Linked DNA regions of Sus scrofa: region 1 is linked to region 2. A link is a contact called in public promoter capture Hi-C data. All regions are on one chromosome and are shown on one strand. The core of a region is the stretch at or near the end of the contact, and the rest is flanking DNA. Distances in the headings are between cores, read along the strand shown. Region 1 holds the start of LOC102160410 (atherin-like). Region 2 holds the start of ARRDC4 (arrestin domain-containing protein 4).

The links. Promoter capture Hi-C pulls out the DNA fragments that hold promoters and counts their contacts.
Region 1: a contact with region 2 is called in a promoter capture Hi-C map of liver, with 7 times the contacts expected there. The contact joins the promoter of LOC102160410 here to the promoter of ARRDC4 in region 2. A contact is called at or near these places in 1 of 5 promoter capture datasets (liver) and 1 of 2 datasets of contacts at active chromatin or transcription factors (skeletal muscle).

The regions. Positions count from the first base shown.
Region 1 is chr7:83,081,147-83,087,386 of Sscrofa11.1, forward strand. It overlaps LOC102160410 (atherin-like), which reads left to right and starts at 3,088. Exons shown (of 4, transcript XM_021099351.1): 1 at 3,088-6,240. The coding sequence starts at 3,115. The coding sequence ends at 4,188. NR2F2 (nuclear receptor subfamily 2 group F member 2) reads right to left here. Exons shown (of 3, transcript NM_001190253.1): 2 at 572-1,099.
Region 2 is chr7:81,667,954-81,674,277 of Sscrofa11.1, forward strand. It overlaps ARRDC4 (arrestin domain-containing protein 4), which reads right to left and starts at 1,631. Exons shown (of 8, transcript XM_005656327.2): 1 at 1,110-1,631. The coding sequence starts at 1,401. All of the region lies in intron 2 of LOC106504490 (a long non-coding RNA gene), which reads left to right.

The DNA.
Region 1 (6,240 bases), core at 1,838-4,337, 1.4 Mb after region 2:
ACAGCTCTTTCCCCTTTTCTGGCAATCTGCATTGTTTTAATAAAAATATGATTTTGAAAATAGCTGCCCTCAGGTTGGATTTGCCTGGAGCTCCAACTCCTACTGAGTTAGCAAGAAAACTTTCCCCTGCAGGGGAAAGTTTGTCCCTGCAGGGTGATACCAGGACTGCTCCAGTGCCTAGGGGCATCTCCTAGAGGCTCAGCCAAAGTGACAGAGAAAGCCGCAAAGAAGAGGAGATTCCACAGGCTCAGTTTTTCCCTCTGGGCCAAGGGAGGGAAAAGGAGCATGCATCCTAGTCTGGCAGGAGGGGAACAAGTCTGAGAGGCTTCCCCATGGCCCAATTTGTGAGTCTGTTTCTGAAGCATTCTTCCTGCAGCCCAGCCTTCCTCTCCTCTCCCCAGGACAGGCCTGCTGGGGCCCAGCAACTGTGCAAAAGTTCCCATTCTAAGTTGCACTCAACAGTTTGGCTTTTTAAGGGGAAGACTGGGCTGGCTCTGGGGGCTCCCAAGAATTTAGGCCCTAAATCTGAGCTTGGAGCCCTTGAGCGTGACAGGGCAGGGCTCCTTCCTACCTGAGGTGAACAGGACTATGGCCTTGAGGCAGCTGTACTCGGCGGAGTCGACGTGCAGCGCTTTAAGCTTCTCCACTTGCTCTTGGAAGATCCGTATGTGGTCCATAAAGGCGACCACCCGGTCGGCGGACATGGGCGAGGCGTGTAGGCCGGCGGCGGCCAGGAGCGGGGCGACGTGGAGGGGCATGGAGCACTGTGCTGCGTTCAGCACGAACAGCTCGCTCCAGGTGAGGCGAAGCAGGGCCACCTGGTCGGTGATCTGCAGGTCAGGGAAGAAGGGGATGTTCCGGGCCCACTCGACGGCGCTGAAGAGCATCCGAGCGGCCAGTTCGCAAATGTTCTCGATGCCCATGATGTTGTTGGGCTGCATGCACTGGCTGCCGAAGCGTGACGTGGGATAGGGCTCGGCGCGCAGCAGCAGAGAAATATATCCCGACAGGTACGAGTGGCAGTTGAGAGGGTCCCCGTTGGTCAGCGCAAACTGCCCATGGGTCGGCTGGGTGGGCGGCATCCTGCCCCTCTGCACCGCTGCGGGGAGGAAAGGAGACACTCCGCAGTTAATGACCAGCTTCTGCCCCCCTGCTCCCCCGGCACGGTCTGCCCCAGCCCGACCCCCACCTGACCCAGACCCTGCGCCGCCCAGGAACAGGCAGGCCTGCCCCTCTCACCAGCTCATTAGGGGCACAGACCTGGGAGTCGCCGGGAGCCCGGCAGCACTCCCCTCAAATCACCACCCCAGGCAAGCTGTGGCGGCCAGGGCGGCGCACTTGCCTCGGAGGCCCGCTCCGAGCTGGGCGGCCGAGGACCCAGAATTGACCACTCTGCCTCGGGGTCCTCGGCACGGTGGGCGGAATGGAGCATTCTGGGGGCATCTTTCTTCTTTACTGCTAAACAGCTGATATTTTTTATTGATTGGAGATGAGGGAGCGGGAGGGGCGAAGCTGGGGGGAGGGTGAGACGCTTTTGCAAGACATCAGGGTTCACCCGGGACGGCTTTTGGCCACCCCGAAATCGCTCTCCCCCAAATCCCGCCGCCCCAGCCCCAGCCCCGCGGGCAACCCCCGATGAGAGACGAGCGGAGAGCCGAGGTCTGGCGGCAGCCTAACCAGTGTGCTCAGAGGAAGACAGACGGAGGGAGAGGGCGGAGAGACAGGCCGGCCGAGGCAGGAGGACGCCGGGGAGAGGCGGGGAGCGGGCGGCCGGCGCCGGCGCAGCCCGAGGAGGGCCCGGGAGGGCCGGGTGAAGCCGGCCAGGCTCGGGCACGAGCTGTTATCTGACGCCGGACGGGGAGAGTCGCTCTCGCAGAAACACAAAGAAACCCCGGCGTTCGCTCGCCCCAACCCGGAGCCCGCGCCCGGCGCGCCATTGGCCGAGCAGGGCTCGCGGCTCTCGGCGAATTTCATATCACAAAGACCCAACTCGCGCAGAGCGAAAGCAGCCGCCCAGGGCCCCTGGCCCACCCTTCCCCTACTCCCTATCGCGCTCTCCTCCTTTCAAAAGTGAAAGGAAAAAAACAAAACATAGGTATTTTTTTTTTTTTTTTAGCAGAATGTTAATCCACGGAGGGTCACATGAGCGCTGCCCAGGCGGCAGCGTTAATACGGCGAAGTGCATAAAATTGCCATTTGTAATTTGAACCTCCAGCACAAAAGTACAATCTCAGGGTGCTTTTTTTTTTTTTTAAGAGGGTGGGGGCTGGGGAGAGGGGTAGAGAGGAGGGACATATGTCGAACATGCAGGAAAAACAAGGACAGAGAGAAACTGAGAGAAAAGAGAGGAGTAAACCAGCTTTAAAACAACAACAACAAACACCACCCCATCCCTTGCAGAAGGGCGAACTCGAATGAACTGGCAATCAATGCAAAGAAAATGAAAACAGCCCGAAGAGAGAGTAGAGGAGGAAATCAATCAGCCAAAGCATGCGGATTTAGGGGGCTGGATTCCAGTGCAGAACTTGCTTCTAGTATGAAACCCCTTTCAGCTGCAATACGAAGAGAAGAGCTTGGGGCTTCTGTGTCCTTACCCAGAGCAGGCTAGCCAAACGCACCCAGGGCCCCGGGACCCCAGGCGAGGGGGGTAGAAATGAGAGGCCGATACCTTCCCGTCTCATGCCCACTTTGAGGCACTTTTTGAGGCGGCAGTACTGGCACTGGTTGCGATGGTGCTGGTCGATGGGACAGTTCCGGTTGGCGCGGCACGTGTAGCTCAGGTTCCTCCGCACGCTGCGCTTGAAGAAGCTCTTGCAGCCTTCGCACGTGAACTGGCCGTAGTGCTTGCCGCTCGACTTGTCCCCGCACACCACGCACTCGATGTGCTGCTGCTGCTGCTGCTTGTCGCCACCCGGACCGCCAGGGCCGCCCTGGCCGCCGGCCGCCGTCTGGGCCGGCGTGCTGGCCGGGCCCCCTTGGCCGGGCGTCTGTGGCGTGTGCGGGGCGCCAGGCGGCGGGCCGGGCACGGGCGGCGCCTGCGAGGCCTGGCTGCCCTGAGAGCCGGGCACCTCGTCCTGGGGGTCGCGCCACGTGCTGACTACCATTGCCATATCTATGGGGGCCGCGTCCGGACTTCCTGCTCCCCTGGCTGCGGGCGGCGGCGGCTCCCGGGTTCGGGCTCCGGCGCGCCGCCTTTTGTGTGTGCAAGGGTGCGAGAGGGCGCGGGAGGGCGCCCCGGATGGCTCGGGGGCTGGTTGGTTGAGGTTGGTTAGTTTTTCCTTTTTTGTTTCTGCTTTTGCAAAGTTTTGTCGATTGCTTGTCTGGCCCGGTGTATTTGTTTTGTTTGTTTCCCTCGGCTCAGCTTTGTTGCTTTCGGGGGCTTTCCGCCGGGAGGGGAGGGGATGGGGCCGGGGGAGAGCAAGTGGGAGCAGAAAGTGGAGAGAGAGGGAGGGGAGGGAGAGCTGCAAGTCGATTGTCTGGCTTCAAGACAGAAGTTGGAGGCAAAAAAAAAAAAAAAAAAAAAAAAATCTCTCCAAAGATCTCCCTCGCTCTCACTCTCTCCCTCCCTCTCTCGTTCACTCTCTCGCTCTCAGAGCTGGTGTGCAGCCGAGGAGTTGGAGTAGGAGGAGGAAGAGGAGGAAGAGGAGGAGGAGAGGCGACTGTCCGGGGGCCAAGTCCAGGGCAGCCCACAGTCAGCCATTCAGGAAAGCCATCGAAATCAGGAGGACTAGGAGAGCAGAGGCGCCGGTCACGGGCGCGCCCAGAGAGCCGGGCAGGCCGGGGCGGAGGCCGGCGGCCCGCGGAGTGGCCGGAGCGCTGCCCGGGTCCGGGGGAATCAGCATGAAAGTGGTCCGCGTCGGGCGCTGCGCGGCGTCGTCCTGGCGCTGGGCCGCTGCCGCCGCCTGCCCCAGGCGCCCGGCGCGCGCCTCGCTCGCTCCGGCCGCCGCCGCCCGCTTTCGCCGGATAGAGGCCGCTCGCCGCTCCCTGCGGGCCGCTTGGGCCGCCGCCGCTGCTGGAGCCGCCGCCGCCGCCGAAACCGCCGGGTCGGGCCCGGAGCCGCCGCGTCTAGCGCCGCCGCCGCCGCTGAAGCCGCTGCTGCCGCCGCCGGAGCCGCTGCTGCTGCTGCTGCCGCCGCCGCCTCACACACATAGGGAAAGAGTCAACTCGCCGGCGGCGGGGGAGAAATGATAAAAGAGAGAGAGGAGGGCAGATCACCACCTAGAAGCACATCCTTCGTGCGCAGAGGGGGGAGAAAAAGACGGAGAGAAAGAATGAAAGAGGGGAAAAAAAGGCAGCACGGCACCGGGAGAAAGAAGGCAACTCGGGGAGAGGAGGAGGAGGAGAAGAAAACACACACGCGCGCACGCACACACACACCGCGGAGAGAAAAGAACAGAGAATCAAAGTGATCAAATATGCTAAAAAGGGGGGCGCGGGAGGGAATGCGATTTATAGGCGCCGGGGCTGGCAGAAGTGGCTTCTCCGCGATCAGCTCACTGAGCTCTCTATATAGTGAACTTTGACACGACTGCTGCAACTTAGCGCACGTTGCCATGGCGACGGCGCGCCTTATAAGGCAGCAGCCGGGGTTGGCCTGGCCAGGCGCGCGCGCGCCGCCCCCTCGCCGTCATTGGCCGGAGCGCGGCGGCCCCGCCATGGCGGCCGCGGGCTCAGCCTGGTCCTAGCGCGAGCGGTGTCGCGGCCGTGGCGCGGAGCGCGAGGGGGGCGAAGGGGGGGCGACGAAGGGGCAGCCGTGCCGCCGCCGCCGCCAAGCGGGGGATGGGCCCACGCTGGGCCCCGGGCGCACGGCCACCGCTCTCTCCGCACCCGGCACCCGAGGTTTCCGCCCCAGCGGGGAGAGGAGCGCGGGGCGCGCACACAAAACGCCTCTTAAAGGCTCCGCAAGAGGCTTTGGATGGAATTGAGGACTTCGCGTCTCTCAACTTGGCAATGCCACGAAATCGACCGCTCGCGCACCACCCGGGACTCCCGGCGCATCTTTGTGCCCACAGTGCCAGAGAAAGAGAAAAGTTCCCCGGTTTCTTTGCAGAGGGTTAGTGGGCGGGGATGGGAAGGTGCCTCGAACCCAGCTTACAAGGCATTTTCCAAACGAAAGATTTGGTCAAATCCGGGTGATGGTAGATCCTTCCCTTAATCAACTGTGATCACTTGCTTGGTTTGGTGGCTATTTATTTTTCTTTTTTAGAGAAAAAGAGCCGTTCGGTGGCTCTTTTCCTTGTAGGGTTAACATTTCACAGGTAAGTGGCCTGACAATTTAATTGCTCAAATAAAGGATCTCGGATGCTGAGAAGCACAAATAGACTTCATCTCATTGTCGTGACACAATTAAAATCAGTTTGCCTTAACTTTATCCTCTCTCGTTAGCTTTAGCTAACTTGCAAGCCAGCATTCTCTCACCACCAGTAGTAAAGACCTTTTAGCCCGCTGCAGAGGCAGCCTCCCAGCATCTCCAGTACATACCCTCTGTACACACATGTAAGCGCACATGTATCAGATGCACATTTGTCAATGTACACAGACAAAGACTTCAACGATTATGCTTCTAGGTCATAGAACAGTTGAGTACGACTTCATTGCTCCTCAAGTTCCTTTTAGGCATTCATACAGTCATTAAAACACACCCAGAGATTCTGCCCCAAATTGGGAATAACACCAAGTTTAGCTCACAGGAACCAGGAACCGTGCACAAGCCATATTCTACCTCAAGGGATTTACTGCAATGAGAACAACTTCATTGACTGTGCCATTCTGTTCAGTGTGCTAAAATCATCAAGCTGGTTGTGCCTCTGACTTCCAGAGCACTTGGTTTTAAACATCAAACTTATAGAATTCTCCCCATCCCCCAGAACACACTATATTCCAATGCAGTAACCTTTCTGTGCTACTGTGACCAGTTAGTGGATTACGATTTTTCAACATTTCTAGTACAAAAATTGTGACTCCATCATACACTCTTTGCATCAAGAAAAAAACTATAGACTGGTAAGCCAACAGGTTTATGAACAATTAATATATTTTACACAAAACACACACTGAACTTCAGGAAACATGAACACATGTAAAGGGTAAATTAATTACCACAGGAAAGCATCCTTGATAGTTTTAAAAATCGACGAGTTGAAGGATTAAAAATAAATCATACATATAATTGACATGTGTAGATTGTACTTTGCATTCAATACCTTTTACACACATAGGCAGAATATAAGGTAGGAGCTA
Region 2 (6,324 bases), core at 381-2,880:
TATTAACGGTCCACTCCTTTACAGTAGGACATGGCAAAACTGTATATACTACTGATTTTATATAAGTCAGAGCAAAGGTTAAACACTGATACACTGCATTTTACTCTTTGCAGGTAGAGAGTCTATACTATTATATTTAATTTTACAGATAACTGCTGAAGCTGGTAAGATGGAAAGGTAAAATAGTTTAAAGTAGCTTCTACCACCCTAAAGAAGACTAATACTTATTGTTACTAGTAATTCATGATTAACGGAATTGATTTTTGCATCTAATATTGATGGAATACCCATGTGGTGAGTTTCCACATGGATACTTACAGAAAAACCTGTATCATTAACCGGGCTTCACAAGAGTATATAAAAAAAAAAAGGGTCATCATTCCTCCAGAAACTCTTACAGTGCCCAGATCCTATGGTCACTAAAGGTCTATGAGGGTGACAGTACTGGAGGAAGGAAGATGATGCAAAGTAAACAAAAAGAAACGAAGAATAAATTTAAAGAATGTAAGATAGAGGCAGAACTCCAAAGAGGGAAACCAAGTATGATGGTCAAGTCACTTCCCTTGAATTCCTACTGCTCAGGAACTACTTCCCTCCTTCCAAGACTGAGGTTTTGCTAACTCATCATGAACCAAGAACAAGCCTCTAGGTCCAGGATGGGGAGAAGGGAAGGCCCATAAAAACACTGGGCATCCCAGAATGAAACCCGTTGACTCTGATCTCCCCTCCATTCTTTAGGCCAGAGGGACACGACTTAGACTCCCAGATCCTTCATTTCAAACTGCTCATCATAGGTTCCCATGGCAACGGCTCACTCTAAGAGCTGTCCAAGACGGTCCCTGACTAGGGACCAGGTGCCGGTCAGACCCCAGCGAGCCAGGGGCGGGTTGCCAGGTAGAGGTGGGCATAACCTCCCTGGTGCTATGAAGTGTGGGACGCAGGCATTGTTGCCCGCCGGTCAAGGCGACCAAAATGAAGCTCTGGCAACCATGTGGGCGGACCCCATCTCCGGAAGCTCTCCCTCTCCGCCCACCTAGCTGGTGGGCATCCACCAGCTCGCCCCCGCCCAGTCCCGCCAGCCCTTCTTTGGGGCCGCGGGCCATGCTCACCAGCCGGAGGCTCGCGGAGGCTCAGGCGCACGTTCAAGTACTCAACCTCGGAGGCTGCTGCCGGGGCCGCTGCGCCGGCGCTCGGGCCCCAGGCGGCGGTGGCACGGCCGTGGGCCTCCAAGCGCAGCGCGCGCAGGGTCACTGGCTCGGCTGCCTCCAGCAGTACATGCCCCGCCACCCTCTCGCCGCTGGAATAGCAACCCTTGCGCTCGTCCTCGAACACCAGACCCAGGCTCTTCACGCGGCCCTCGGAGCCTACCACCGCCGCCGCGGACCCCGCCTCGCCTCCCATCCTGCCGGGCGACGTGGCCGCGCCAAAGAGGTCGGCAGCGGCCGGGAGCTGGGGCCGGGAGCAGAGTGGCGCCGATGTCACGGGCGCCAACCGCACGCCGAAGGCCCCCGTGGCCGCTGTGCTGTGCCCCGTGGAGCCTCGGCGCGCCGTAGGGCCTGTAGCTTTAACAAACCCAGCTGGGAATGGAAAGGGGCAGGGACAGCCCACCCCCTGCCCGCGCCCATAGGCCGGCTGTGAGCCCCGCGGCGTGTGGATTGGTTGTAAATGGCTTCTGAGTCATTTCATTGGCGCCCCCGCGCAGGACCTGGCGCAGGAGGGCAGTGCGTGATCAAGGAGAGGTGACCAATCAGGATACGCAAGTGTGCACGTGCACAGTCCGTTTATTGGCTGAAGCAAGGCACAGTCCTGGGACAGTGACCAATAGTGAGGCGGTGCGCCCATGTGGACAGGTAGTGGGAAACAATATTAGTTTGGGAGGGGGCGGAACCGGGAATCTCCGGCTCGGGGTTTGTCAGTCGTTCCTATGGTTACAAACGGGGGCGGGGTTTCTAGCATCTCCTGGCCTGTTTGCAGGCGTCTCTGAGGTTCGCACGAGAACGCGAAGTTGTGGCTGCAAGTGGCTTCTGTTTAATATGACATCTGCAATACTTGAGAGGAAGTAGATGCCCTGGAAATAGGAACTCAGCATTTACTGCCTTTTGAAATTTGGGGCCAGCCACCCAGGAACTTAGTAAACAACTTGGCATCTCTTAACCTCCAGCTTCCTGAGCACCGCCTCTCCCGGTTTCAGACTTCCCACAGACCTGAAGAATGAAGGCAGTGGTTCTCAACCTGGAACAACCCTAAGTAGTTGTGCTGCCAACCTCGGCTCGCAGCCTCTCTAAGCCAAGCCGGGAATGGCTGGAATAGTCATTCTTCCTGCTTTAAATAAAGTCATCAATCAGGTTTTTCTAAACAACATCTGCCACCCGAGTTTCTGCCCCACCCAAAAGGATTTCCTGACCTCAATATCATAGTCCACGAAAATTTCCAGTTGCCTTGATGACGTGTTCTCCACGCTCATGCCTCCTTTCGCTTCGGTTTCATTTTCTTTCTTCATTCCTTCTCTATTCTGTGCCTTTTTCTTTTTATCATCTAGCATCAATGCACCATCTGGCCTTCATATTCTCATCCTTATAAATTCTTCCCTTATAAAAATACCAAGTTTGTGAGCGCTAACGAATTGATCAATCTCACATTGGAATTTAAAAGTCATTCTTGATGGAGCTGTTTCATTTATTTATTTATTTATTTATTTCGTCTTTTTTTGCTATTTCTTGGGCCGCTCCCGCGGCATATGGAGGTTTCCAGGCTAGGGGTCGAATCGGAGCTGTAGCCACTGGCCTACGCCAGAGCCACAGCAACGCGGGATCCGAGCCGCGTCTGCAACCTACACCACAGCTCACAGCAACGCCGGATCGTTAACCCACTGAGCAAGAGCAGGGACCGAACCCTCAACCTCATGGTTCCTAGTCGGGTTCGTTAGCCACTGCGCCACGACGGGAACTCCCTATTTATTTATTAAATAACCCTAAAGATTGCTTTACTGTTCTGTGTTTAGAGTATTAATGTGGAAATTTAATAAAGCTTCACAAGTCCAACATTTTCTTATCACCTCCTAAAAAAAATGGGAAAGGCCACAAATCGAGCTCCGTATAAATTTCCGAAATGGCTGTTATGCTCTTTTTCACTTTATCTAGACTAGCCCCCAACATGCTCTTACTCTGCCGCTTTCTATAAAATACAACCTGACCTTATATATTTATTTGCATAAGGTCAATCACTCTTACTTTTAGCACAGAACTTTTCTCCTTATTGTTGTACCTCTAGTTCCTAACTCAGAGTTCAGCAAAGTTCAGCACACAATAAGCACTGGATTAGGTGTTTGTTGGCTGATTGAATGCGTGAATGTCAATCCATGCAGTATTATTGGTCCCTCTAGAGGCAGATGTTCTCCATTCAAGGAACTGGCTAGGAAAGGGGGGAGGACAATGGCCCTAATAGTGCCCAGAAGGCAGAATTGCCCAGATAGAATTCTGTGCCTGAGGACACGAGACTCCGTGCTGGTTTGTCAGTTAATGCTATTCTGACCAGGGTAGCAGAAAGCTTGGCCAACGTGGCTTAAATGGTAAGAATATTTATTTACTTAATAAGTTGTTCAGTAGTAAACACTCCCAGGGATGGTGCATCAGACTCCTTTTATCTTTTTCATCTGCATCACTGCTCTTCCTCCCTGGTGGCTTCAGTTACCACTGTTCTAAGTGTGCCATCTTCATATAACAAAATTCAAAAATTAAAGCAAGGGAGTCTATATCCATCAAAAAAAGGGAGGGGGATTTTTTTTTTCTTCTTCTTTGTCCTCTCAGAGGGAAAATATATTTCCTAGATGCCCACAGACTTCTTACATGTCGTTGGCCAAAACTGAGTCACTCATGCACCAGTAGGTCATTAACTGGCAAAAAGAAGTGAGATTTTCACAGTTCACTCAGACCAGTGATTTCTTTCCTCTGAAAGGCTGAATAAAGTCAGAGTTCTGTTAACAAGGAAGAAGGCAAATGACTGTTGAGTAGTCAACCTGGAGCAATTTGACTGGCTTGTGTGGGTCTGGCCTCATGTGCTATAGAGCAGAACCCCTCAGCCAAACCTTAAAAAAGGAAAATATTTAACAGAAACTATTGTACAACTAGGCAGAAGGTAGTTTATAGAATGACCAACCTTACCCACAGATAAAATTCCATTTTTATTGTACATATATTATTATGACTATTTAAGTTCAGCTAACATTAATATAGCAGCATAGAGAAGTTTAAAAAAATCCAATCCGACAGTCCCTGTCTTTTAATTGGTATGTTTAGAGCATTTACATACAATATAATCATTTATATGGTTGGTTTTAGGTGTATCATTTTATTTGCTTGTTTGTGCCTGTGGATGTGGTGCGTGTTTCTCTATTGCCCCTTCCCTACTTTTTTTTTTCAATTATTCGAATATCTGTTAGAAATCCATTTAAATGTATCCATTGATTTTTAGCTTTATATCTCTTTATAGTTTTTCAGTTTTGTTTTTATTTTTGTTTTTAAAGCAGTAGTTGACCTAGAGATCAATAGCTCTCTTTATGTTGGCATGTATATGCATCTCATATACTGACAATCCCACCAGACAGTCTTTATATTTTTACTTCAGTTAACATGTATATTAAAGAATTTGAGAGGAAAATAGACTATTACATTTACCTAGAAATTTATCATCTCTTGCTCTTTATTCTGAAGCTCATAGTTTCCTCAGGGAACAATTCAAGTTAAAGGATTTCTGTTATTGTTTATTTTGAAAAAGGTCTGCTAGCAATGAATTCTCTTAATTTTTCTTCCTTTGATAATGTTTTATTCTGACATCTTCATTGAAGGATATGTTTGCTGAATATGGAATTCTGGGCTGCAGTTCTTTTGTTTTAGAACTTTACAGATGTTATTTCATTATCTTCTGAAAACCTTGGTTCCTAATGAGAAACCAAAGAGTCTTTAAAATTGTCATTCTATATACATACAAAAGGTTTTTCTTTTTATGTCAGTTCTAAAGTTTGTTTTTTAATCTTTTGTTTTCAGCAGTTTGATTATAATGTGATGGGTTTGGTTACCTCTGAGTTTATTTTGTTTGGGGTTCTGATGGCTGTATATTTGTGTCTTTCACCAAATTTATATTTTATGCCATAATGTCTTCCTTTTTTTTTTTTTTTCTGCACCAATTCTTCCCCCCTCCTTTGTGGACTAAAATATCATGAATAATAGAACTTTCTGATATTGTCTCATAGAACCTTGAAACTGATATTTTTTTTCTTTTTTCTCTTTTTTCTTTTTCTTTTTTTGTCTTTTGTCCTTTTAGGGCCACACCAGCAGCATATGGAGGTTCCCAGGCTAGGGGTCTAATTGGAGCTACAGCCACTAGCCTATGCCAGAGCCACAGCAATGCCAGATCCAAGCGGAGTCTGTGACCTACACCACAGCTCATGGCAATGCTGGATCCTTAACCCACTGAATGAGGTCAGAGATCGAACTTGCAACCTCATGGTTCCTAGTTGGGATTCATTTCCACTGTGCCATGACGGGAACTCCTGATATTTTTTTTCAATCATTTTTTTTTTCTTTCTGTCATAGAAGTGGGGTAAATTCTAATGAACTGTTTGCAAGTTCACTGGCTCTTCTGCCACCTTCATCGTGTTATTGAGATCATACAGTGACTTTTTAATATAAGATATATTTTTTAGTTGCAATATACGCATTTTAAAAAAATAGGTTTTTTATTTCCCTGCTAAGAACGTCTGTATTTTTATTTCAAAAATGGTTTCCTTTGTCTCATTGAACATGACTATAATACTTGTTTAAAGATCTTTAAAGAAATTTATAACTGGATAATCTTGAGCTTGACAACAGTTGTCTTCTTCCTTGAGAATTGGTCACATTTTCCTTTTTATTTGTATAAGTCTGATGTGTTGCTGTTTCGTTTCATCTTTATTTTTATCTCTCTCTATCATTGTACTGCAAAGAAAAAAGATACTATCAAGTGAGCTCCCGTCATGGCACAGCGCTAGCCTGGGAACCCTCATATGCCATGCATGCGGCCCTCAAAAGACAAAATAATAATAATAATAATAATAATTTGTAAGTTCTATGGGTGCCATGAAAGTAACTACTTTCCTGAGTGGATGATGTTGACCATGGCAATCTGTGTCTTCCCTGGGTATTTTTTTTTTTTACTTCTTAGGGCCATACCCACGGCATATGGAGGTTCCCAGGCTAGGGGTCGAATTGGAGCTACAGCTGCCAGCCACAGCCACAGACACAGCAACTCTGAATCCGAGCCACGTCTGTGACCTATACCACAGCTCAT